Linked DNA regions of Sus scrofa: region 1 is linked to region 2. Evidence: chromatin contacts called from public HiChIP or PLAC-seq data. All regions are on one chromosome and are shown on one strand. The core of a region is the stretch at or near the end of the contact, and the rest is flanking DNA. Distances in the headings are between cores, read along the strand shown.

Region 1 (5,148 bases), core at 472-2,971, 250 kb after region 2:
GCTAGGCATCCAGCATGACCCCACACGAGGCATCTCCCTGCAGGGGGAACTACAGCTTTTGCAGCTGAGGTGTCTGTGGGCACCAAGTTTTTGAGGGCACTACTGAGATGGTAAGAAGGTAGAGATGGCCAGAGGAGGCCACATTTGGCCCCAACACCAGAAGAAGGACAAGGGTACACCCATTTGAGGTGAGGGAGGTGGGATGGAGAGGATAGAGCCAATTAGCCTAGGACCCTTAGGGAAAATTTCCTAGAAAAGTTCACAGGAGGCAGACACGGGACAAAGAATCCTTTAGGCCACACTGACCTGGAGGTGGAACCAGGATGAAAGGTGCACACACTTTGTGGATGCTCCAGAGGTTTATTCTCAGATCCTCTTCATTCCCATCTCCACGTGGAGACTTCTGGTTCTTCCTACCCAGCCCTGATCTGGGCCCCGGCCTCCCCCATTCTCCCACTGCCAGACTTGGGGATCAAAGATCAGACTCTCCCTGAGAGCGTTACATTACAGCAGAGAAGCCAGCTTTTCTCTCCCTGGGATGCGTGGATCCTGCACCTGACCTGGCAGACCCCCAGAAAGAGGGGGATTAGCTTGCTCCCTTCACCCAGCTGTCCCTTTGTCCCGGTTGGTGGGCATGGCAGAAGGGCCACCATCCCTAGGGGTGATCTCCTCCCACCGCCTGCCCACTTCCTTTAGGGCCACCTGTTCCACCCAGCCCCGGCCCTGCGGCCACAGCCTTGCTCTCAGGTCCCTGAAGGTGACTTCCAGGGCCCGCCGGGGCTCCCGCCTTAGGAGGCAGTACAGCACAGGGTTGAGGCAGCTGTTGCTGTGTGCCAGGCAGGTGGTGACAGGGAAGACATAGGTATGGATGGTGTAGAAAGTGCTGTCCCAGGGCACCAAGTCAAACTTCACCAGGACACCCCAGAAAGTGACCACATGGTTGGGGAACCAGCAGAGGAAGAAGGAAGCCAGAAGGATGCGGATGGAGCGGGCCACAACCCTGTTGTCCTGCCGTCGCTGTCGCCGCCGTCGCAGGAAGGCCAGCAGCAGCAGGTAGCTGGTGGTGATGATGCCCAGTGGCACCATAAAGGCCAGGACCACCCTCTGCAGCTGGTAGGCCCCCAGCCAATACCTGCTGGGAAAGCGCAGCAGACACAACCGCACGCCACACAACTCGCCCTCAGCCCCAAAGACAGCCGTGGGCACCGTCACCAGGGCAGCTGCTACCCACACTGCCAGGGTGGCCACACGGGCCCAGAAGAGCGAGAGGTGGGTACCTGGTCCCCCAGCCATGGCCACCACCCAGTATCGGGCAACACTCAGCGCCGTGATGAGGAAGATGCTGGCATAGATGTTGAGGACGGTGGCTGTCAGGATCATCTTGCAGAGGGCACCTCCGAAGGGCCAGTGGAAGTCCAGCGCCGACTCAGCTGCCCAGAAGGGAAGAGTGAGTGCCAGCCCCAGGTCTGCCAGAGCCAGATTGAAGACAAAAGTGTCAGAAGGTGGGCAAGGGGCTCTCCGAGCGCAGTTACCCAGCACCCACAGCACAGCCAAATTTCCCAGTAAGCCGACGGCCCCCACAAGCCCATAGGCCAGGGCAACCATGACCCTCAGGGCTAGGAATCCAACAGGCATCGTTGCATCATCAGCACTCAGCACGCTGCCTCCAGACGCATTGACCCAGAAAGCGGGCAGGGGGGCAGAGGTATTGGGTGTGGGCATCGCAGGGCATCAGATGTCAGTGGTGCAGGGCAGAGGGGCCAGCGAGTGTCTGCCAGGCTGGTAGGGGCCGCCTAGGGCGCTCTGCAGGTTGCTGTAGATCTGAGCGCTTCTCTGCTTCTCTGGGGCCTCTGGCTGCCTGGAGGCCCAGCCCACGGTCATACCTCATAGGGCGGGTCCTGGAGGGACAACCTGCCTCTTCTCTGTTGGTCTTGGGGTGGGTGGGGCAGGGTGAGGGAGGACCAGAACCCTGGGATAAGTGCGTGCGTGCGTGCGTGCCTGCGTGCGTGCGTGTGTCTCCATGCAGAAGAGAGGGAATGGGGAAGGGGAAATTATCCCACTATGAAGGGCAGCCCCAAGCCTCCACCCAGGGAGGGGACCAGAGATACCCCATCTGAGGGATGGCAGGAACCAAACTATAACCCCCTCTATTCCTAACTGTTCAGGGGCCCCCTTCTCTGCAGAAAGTGCTCCCTGGGCACCTGGGGAGGTGGGCTGGGAGGGGGCGTAGGGGCAGGCAAGGCTCTGGAGTCCCAATTCTACTACCACTCTGTGACTTTAGTGAATTTCTTCCCTCCTCTGAACCTCAGTTTCCTTACTTAAATTTTTCAAATTAAAATCTCTCTTCACGGGATTAGTGTGATAAAATGAGATGACACATATGAAAGGGCACTTTGTGCCTTGCTATTTGCACAAATGGTTATTATTTCAAAGGAAAAGTTGGGGGCCTTTGTGGCAGAAGGGAGCAAGGTACTAAGCAGTTATTAACACCATGGCCAGGGAACAGCGCCAACGAAAACACAGGTTGGAATTCGTTGCAGCAGCAAGTGACCTTGAGGCTAAAAGCAGGGAAGAAAAGGGGAGAGGAAGTCACAGCTTCCTGTTCCCTCCCCACTGGGAATGCAGCCTATGAGGACCTGAGTGGCCCTGGGGCATGCCCTTGGTTCTCTTCCTGCTAAGAAGTCCTGCTAGCCTCGATCACTAACGCCCACAGCCATTTCACACTTTCCTGCTCTAATCTGAGGTCAATGGTGCCTCCATTCTCTCCTCCAACCCCCAAACCGCGTTTCAGAGCTGCGGATGCTGAGATACACCTTCACCACACCCCATCCTGTCTCCTCATGATCTCAGTCCTAATTGGAAAAAATGCCTCAATGGGTCCTTCCCTTTTGTGCCCATAGCCCTAACCGTTGCAGAATTTGCTGTGATGAGAGAAAGGAGAGGAGATGGGGGTGTGGAGGGCAGGGTGCAGATAAAGGAATAATGCTTTTTCAAGGATTCCAAAATATTCAACACCTTCCTGCCCTGTGCCAACCCATTAAGATGTTTGATGTTCAGTTCCCTTGAATGCTGGGGGAGGAGAGGAGCCCTGTCAGGATAATCAACAGCTGGTCTGAGGAACCCTATAGGAGAAGCCCAGAGGTGAAAGAGATCCAGACTGCGTGCCAGGATGTTTGGGTCCTTCAGCAAGGGATACGTGTGAAGTGGTTAGCAGAAGGGGAGTGCCCAGCCCAAGTTCAGGTGAGCCCCAGGGGTCACCTGCTGGCCTCAGGGAGTGCTCCTGCGTGACTTCATGCCAATCACTCTGTCTCTCAGGGCCATGTTTACACTCCCACCCATCCAGCATCACCTTGCCAATCTGGCAGCCAAGGTGTCTTTTAATGCTTTGGACTTATTTTCTCTTGGTTTGAGAAACAGAAGCCAGGTCAGAATTTCAGGGTTCTGCTAACCCATTTGAAATATCTGGTCCTTTGGGGAGTTCCTGTCATGGCTCAGCAGAAACGAATCTGACTAGTATCTGTGAGGACGCAGGTTCCATCCCTGGCCTTGCTCAGTGGGTTAAGGATCCAGCATTGCTATGAGTTGTGTAGTGGATCTGGCGTTGCTGTGGCTGTGATGTAGGCTGACAGCTACAGCTCCGATTCGACCCCTAGCCTGGGAACCTCTGTATGCTGCGAGTGTGGCCCTAAAAAGATGGGGGGAAAAAAAAGAAATATCTGGGCTTCTGATCATTTCTTTTTCTTACCTTTATTCATTTCTAATCTAAACCCTTTCCATTGGTTTGAGACTAGCAATACTCCCTTGTGGTTATATAGAAAGGTGGTGCCACCAACTGGCCAAGTTTGAGAATTTCACTGAGCCTTTTCACTTTTCTAGTATTTTGTTTTGAGTTATTCATTCACTCACTAATCACAGCATTTCTTAAGCCCTTACCATATGCCAGGCACTGTGCTAAATGCTAGGAAGACAAAAGCATAATATGGTTCCTCTCCTCGTAAAGTATAATAAGCTTTTTTTTTGGATTTTTAGGGCTGTACCCAAGGCATATGGAAGTTCCCAGGCTAGGGGTCGAATTGGAGTTGCAGCTGCCAGCCTACACACAGCCACAGCCACAGCCACAGGGGGATCCAACCATGTCTGCCACCTACACACAGCTCACAGCAACACTGGATCCTTAACCCACTGAGTGAGGCCAGGGATTGAACCGGCATTCTCATGGATACTAGTCAGATTCATTTCTGCTGAGCCACGATGGGAACTCTCTATAATAAGCTTTTTGAGATGGGTGGTATCTTTAAGTTCATCTAGTTCAACTTCTCATTTTATGGGAAGTAAAAATGACTTGCCCAAGGCCACTAGGGAAGTGGTGGCAGAGTTAGGATTTGAGATAAAAGTCATCTGACTCCTAGAACATAGCTCTTTCCACTACATCACAAAACCCTTTGGGGGAGTTCCTGTCGTGGCTCAGCAGTAACGAACCTGACTAGTATCCATAAGGACATGGGTTTGATCCCGAGCACTGAACTTTGGTGTAGGTGGCAGACATGGCTCAGAGCCCGAGTTGCTGTGGCTGTGGTGTAGGCCGGCAGCTACTGCTCAGATTTGACCCCTAGCCTGGGAACTTCCATATACCATGGGTGCAGCCCTAAAGAGACAAAAAACAGAACAAAACAAAAACAAAAAACAAAAACCCTTTGGGCATTGCTTTCTACCTATAATCTCTTCCCCCTTGCCAAGTACCGGAAGTGCCAGTCTTGCCTTTGGGACGCACCTAAGCTGCCAAAGGAAACAGCAGCAGGATGTGGACCAAGGGATCATGACAGCTCTGCTCTCAGTGCTCTTCACTCACAACTGCAGGGAGATGAGGAGAAACTGGATTCAACAAAAACGATTTCATCATCCCTCATGTTCACATTACCCTTTAGAGCCACACTTTACCAGCCCCATTTCCTATCTTAGACTCCAAGGACCTGTAGGGATAGATTACAGTGTCTCCCTTCCATAAGAAGGACTTCCAGGAGTTCCTGCTGAGGATCAATGGGGTCCGCAGTGTCTCTGTAGCACCAGGACACAGTTTCAGTTCCTCAGACCCCCAAATACCCTCCCTTCCCTCAGTCTTTCCTACCAGGCATCCCTGTCCTGCTCTCC
Region 2 (5,356 bases), core at 2,091-4,590:
GAACTCTCAGGAGAGATCTTGCCTGGACATAAAATGATGTGTCATGAACTGTCCACAAAATAATTACAAATTATTTTATCAAATGTACTACTATGGAAACAAGGCTCTGAATTATAAGGCTGTTGTTACCTGCTGGTCCAGCCTCATTTGATTTTACCCACTCTGTTCACTATGCTGGAGACGAAAAGCCTTCTGCCACTTCCCAGAATACCTTGACCATTCCAGAGCCTCTCCATAAGCTGTTGACCCTTCCTAAGTTTTTTTTCTAATTCTTCAAAAAGCTGGCTCCTTCTCATTATTTAAGTTTCAGATTAATGTCACCTCCTCAGAGTAGAATCCCTAACCATACTAATTTTTCTTTTCTCCCATGTTGCTCTCCATCACATCACCTACTCATTTACTTTACCAAGCTCTGTAATTATTTTGTTTACTCCATGTTTCTACCCACTGAATGCAAGTCCAAGACAGGGGTCTTGTCTGCTCTATCATATCCCTAGCACCTTGACTCAGTGCCTGGCTCAGAGTAGGCACTCAAATATTTGCTGAGTGAATCAACGAGTGAAGAGATGGAAAATAAGATTCATGTAGGGAAAGGTAAAGTGCTAAAATAAGGAGGGAAGGAGACTGGGAGAAGACGAGAGTCTTGATAAAGTCAGAGGTAGTGGAGATATAGAGAGTGGATGGAGAACAGGCTGATCAAACTCCTTAAAGTTCTGATAACAGTATTTCAGCCTTAATGTTCTAGGGTAGTGGGGCAAAACTCTTCCTTTTTTTTTTTCTTCTTGGCTGCCCTGTGTCAAATGGAAGTTCTCAGGCCAGGGATTGAACTTGTGCCACAGCAGTGACAATGCCGGATCCTTAACCACTAGGCTACCAGGAAACTCCCCAAACTCCTCTTTTAAAGTATCCAACACCTGTTGTGACAGGCAGTGACTTGGGACCCTCTCCTGCAGTGCTTGCAGCTGGACAAGTATCTCCTCAAACAGCAGACTACAAAGAAACTATAAGGGAGTAGAAATAACTGCATGCATGTATTATGGACAAAATACTCAAAGACCAAAAAGCCAGATGCCACTGTTGAGGTGTGGGGACGCAAAAGCAGAGTACTGTGCATGATCCCTGCACACAGACCACCAAGAGGGTGGAAAGACCACCTAAGCCATTCCATCTGCTGGACCCATTAGACGCTCTCCTATCCCCACCACATTTAAGGGACCAGATAGCTGTCCCTTCAGCACCCTCCTCGCCTTTAGTGAGAAAGCAAGGGCATCTGTTACTTGTTTTCACTCCCTCATGTGAGCCCCAATAAAGCATTGCTTGAATTTTTCACCTGGCCTCTTAACAATTTCTATTGATTAAAGTGCCAAGAACCCAGGTCAATAATACTGCTAGATTATTGCTCATTTCAGAGTTCCCAGCACGGCTCAGCAGGTTAAGAACCTGACATAGTGTCCCTAAGGATGCAGGTTCTATCCCTGGCCATATTTAGTGGGTTAAAGATCCTGCATTGCCCCAAGCTTCCGTGTAGGTCGCAGCTGTGTCTCAGATCTGGAGATGCTGAGGCTCTGGCATAAGCCGGCAGCTGCAGAATCAATTCAATCCCCAGCCCAGGAACTTCCATATGCCACAGGTGCGGCTGTAAAAAGAAAAAAAAAAAAAAAAAAAAAAAGGAATCCGACTGAAGGGGCTTGGGGCACTGCGGAGGTGCGGGTTCAATCCCAGGTGCAGTGGGTTAAAGGATCCACTGTTGTCCCTGGGCTCATATTCAATCCCTGGCCCAGGAACTTCCATTTAACTCGGGAGTGGCTATAAAATTAAAAAAAAAAAAAGTTTATTTAAAGTAAAAATCAAGTTTCACTGTCATTTGTCTCAAGGTATTTTTTTTGTCTTTTTGTCTTTCTAGGGCCACATCCACAGCATACGGAGGTTCCCAGGCTAGGGGTTCAATTGGAGCTGTAGCCACTGGCCTACACCATAGCCACAGCCACAACATAGGATCCGAGCCGTGTCTGTGACCTACACCACAGCTCATGGCAACGCCAGATCCTTAACCCACTGAGTGAGGCCAGGGATTGAACCCACATCCTCATGGATCCTAGTTGGGTTCATTAACCACTGGGCCACTATGGGAACTCCTTAAGGTATTGTTTTTAATTTCCTTTTTTATTTCATCATTGACCCATTGGTTTTTAGTAGCATGTTTTAGTCTCCATGTAATTTTCTTTTTTCTGTCCCAATTGTTTTCCTGTGGTTGACTTTCAGTTTCATGCCACTGTAGTCAAAAATACGCTTCAAATAAATTCTATCCTCTTGAAAAAAAAAAAAAAGTAAAAATCAAGGAGTTCCCGGTCATAGCTTAGTGGCTAGCAAATCCTACTAGGAACCATGAGGTTGCGGGTTCAATTCCTGGCCTTGCTCAGGGGGTTAAGGATCCAGCGTTGCTGTGAGCTGTGGTGTAGGTCGCAGACGCGGCTCGGATCTGGCGTAGCTGTGGCTCTGGCGAAGGCCGGCGGCTACAGCTCCGATTAGACCCCTAGCCTGGGAACCTCCATATGCCACGCGTGCGGCCCTAGAAAAGGCAAAAAGACAAAAAAAAAAAAAAAAAAGTAAAATGTAAGACATCAAGTCCTCACAACCACCCAGTGAAGGTATTATTACTATTTACATAATAACAGCTAAAACGCTAACACTGCAAGTGGCCGGCACTGTTCTAAAAGAGACGTGTATCCACTCAAGCCTCAAAAAGACCCTATGAGAAAGGTACTACTGTTACCATTTTATTGATGAGCAACACAGGCACAGAGCAGTTAAGTCTCGCTCACTTTATGCTGGGCCATGATGTGCACCCGGCTTTTAAAGCCTGTACCTTTTCCTCTCAACCACTTGTGGACAGAACTACTGGAGGAAGGAGTAGCTACTTGTCCCAGGCCTGCCCTCACATAACCTGTATTGGTAAACATCACGTGACTTTCCGAGACACAGGAATTGCGTGTCGGCCAGTCAATAACCTCGAGACACAGGATTGTAAATAACCGGCGAACTCCGAGACCAAAGTGACTGAGCTGTTTCCCGTCTGGCCGTCCTGGCCTCGCGGGATTTAGACTCTGGCGGGATAAACCCTCTCTCGGCTTCGACCTGCTGAGAGTTTTGTCCACAGCCTCATTTCTTCCACCTTACCTCCCAGCAGCGACCAGCTTCTGGAGAAAGGTGTCCACCATGGTGTCAAAAAGCTTCACCCTTGAAATGGTAGTACCAGGGCGCGGAAGTTCCTGAGACAACCCTTCAGGCCCTTTTTCCTCACTGCCGCTGGCTACGTTGACGCTGCTCACTTCGGCCATGTTGAACTAGAACCGCCAAACCTTAACCGGCCCGTCCGCCCCGCCCACAAGCTCCCGATTGGCCGCTCCTGGCACTGGCGCCTTCGATTGGAAGCAGCGGGATGTCTATCACCGAGCCGCCGGCGGGGTGGGGAAACTGTCGGAGGCGGGAGAATTAAACACGAAAACAACTGGACACTGAAGTACGAATTTCTCGGCAAGCGGGAAAATAAGCGCAAAGTTCAGGGACTCAATAAAAACGTTTAATTACACTTGAAAGACTTCGTACAGTGCAACAGTGAATGTTCGCTGTTAATATTCACAAGAGTCCACTGTATCAAATGTTAATTGCATCTGTATTTTTATTCCCCTGTGTCCTCCAATCCTCCCATCAGGTTTCCGGTCTTGTGCAGTCTCCAGAAAGTTTCTTCCAATTTGGCTACGGACCAATACATCAAAAATTCCAGCTGGTTCGGTCCATTGTCCTGGGAAAATGGAAGCCCATTCTCCCATCCCTACCAAGACATATTTTAACCACTCAAACCCAGTCCTTAAAATAGTAGATGGGAAAGTAGGGGCCAGGGGTCCCTTTAGTTTAAGAACATCATCCTTTAAAACTGTGTGTGTGTGTGTGTGTGTGAGAGAGAGAGAGAGAGACAGAGACAACAGGTGAAAGACTGACATACTGTACAAAAAAATATAGAACGAAAAAATTATGGATAAGTCTGGGAGGGAGAAACATTCTAAGATAGAAGCAGGAAACTACCTCCTACCCATGATACTTTACCCACTTTGCAATAGTGGGGAAGGACTGAAAACAAGTCTCTAGGGAAGGGAGGTGTGGCACTAAGAAAACCAGTCTCTAAAGGTCTCACTAGGAGTGAGATTAAAGAGAAATGAGGGACCCCTGGCTTCTATTATGTTGGTGGTTATTAGGGCAAAGGAGTTACTAAGAGCAGGAAGATGCAAAATGATCTCTGGGTGAAATACTTTGGATGACCATTTGTGAGTAGAAATTGGAGGACTCTTGACAAAGTGCAAGGAGAGAGAAACAAAAATAAGTGAAAGGGAACATAACTCTTAAAGGTAAGAGCCCAAGGTGGGCAGTGGTGGTGGTGAAGGAGAGAATTCAGATTCTGATCTGGCCTGGGGGGACAGAATGTGGGGCAGCCATAAGAAATATCAAGGCTTCAGGTAGCTAGCACCTTTCAAATTGGCACCATGGCCTTTCCCAGGGGGTGGGACCAATAAGAAAGTTTGAAGGGTCATCCAGGCCAGATGTCTCAAGTAGAAGTGACGGGTTTGATAGGCCTTCTTCTCAATCCATCTGCTGCATCTCTCCTCACCTGCCACACAGGCTTGGTAGAGGAAGTGTGTGTTGGGGGGAGGATGAGGCAGGGAAGAGGTGCTCATCATCTAACTCCTGAGAGCTTCAACAGGTAATCTTGGCAGTATCGGGCTGGTAAACGCGGTGGTCCTGGAATTGGGGAACTTCCTGACCCACTCTCTTTTTCACTCTTTCTCTTTTTTTCTTTACTCTCTTTTAAGCATTCCTCCAGAGGGTACCATGACTGGGATGATGCCTCACATCGGGGAGAAGGAAGGTTTCCCATCTCAGAGAGTCCCATTGTGAGACAACATCTGTTTCTGTGAGTCGCAGTGATTAGGGTATATATGTGTATGTCATGACTGCCTGGGGCTGAGAAGCTCGTTGCCCTGTCCTAGGTTTGGCTCAGCTGGTCGAAGGAGATACGCTGGGACGCACATACCCTTCAATCACATTCCAAACCAGCTACTCTCTAAACCTGACTTTACAGGGTAGTGCTCCAAGTCCAGTGTGCCCCAGACAGTCTGATCTACGTAGAGCTGTGTCCACTACTGTAGTCATGTGGGCTAGGGGAAAACAACAGCTTATATGTCCTGGGACTGCTTGGACTCAAGGGACTGGGAGGGACGGATAGGAACTGAGATTGAGGGAAAGCTACATTACATTTTCCCACCTGTCTGAGGAAGGGGTGGGCTCTGATTGCAGGACTGGT

What was found. HiChIP or PLAC-seq counts read pairs in DNA pulled down with a chosen protein or histone mark.
Region 1: an H3K27ac HiChIP or PLAC-seq map of alveolar macrophages shows a contact between it and region 2. The contact joins the promoter of RXFP4 here to the promoter of PMF1 in region 2. A contact is called at or near these places in 1 of 47 Hi-C or Micro-C datasets (retroperitoneal adipose tissue) and 1 of 2 datasets of contacts at active chromatin or transcription factors (alveolar macrophages).

Annotation. Positions count from the first base shown.
Region 1 is chr4:94,083,374-94,088,521 of Sscrofa11.1, forward strand. It overlaps RXFP4 (relaxin/insulin like family peptide receptor 4), which reads right to left and starts at 1,722. Exons shown (of 1, transcript NM_001005844.1): 1 at 601-1,722. The coding sequence starts at 1,722. The coding sequence ends at 601.
Region 2 is chr4:93,833,446-93,838,801 of Sscrofa11.1, forward strand. It overlaps PMF1 (polyamine modulated factor 1), which reads right to left and starts at 3,341. Exons shown (of 5, transcript NM_001123163.1): 1 at 3,178-3,341. The coding sequence starts at 3,338. SLC25A44 (solute carrier family 25 member 44) reads right to left here. Exons shown (of 4, transcript XM_001928054.5): 4 at 3,559-5,356.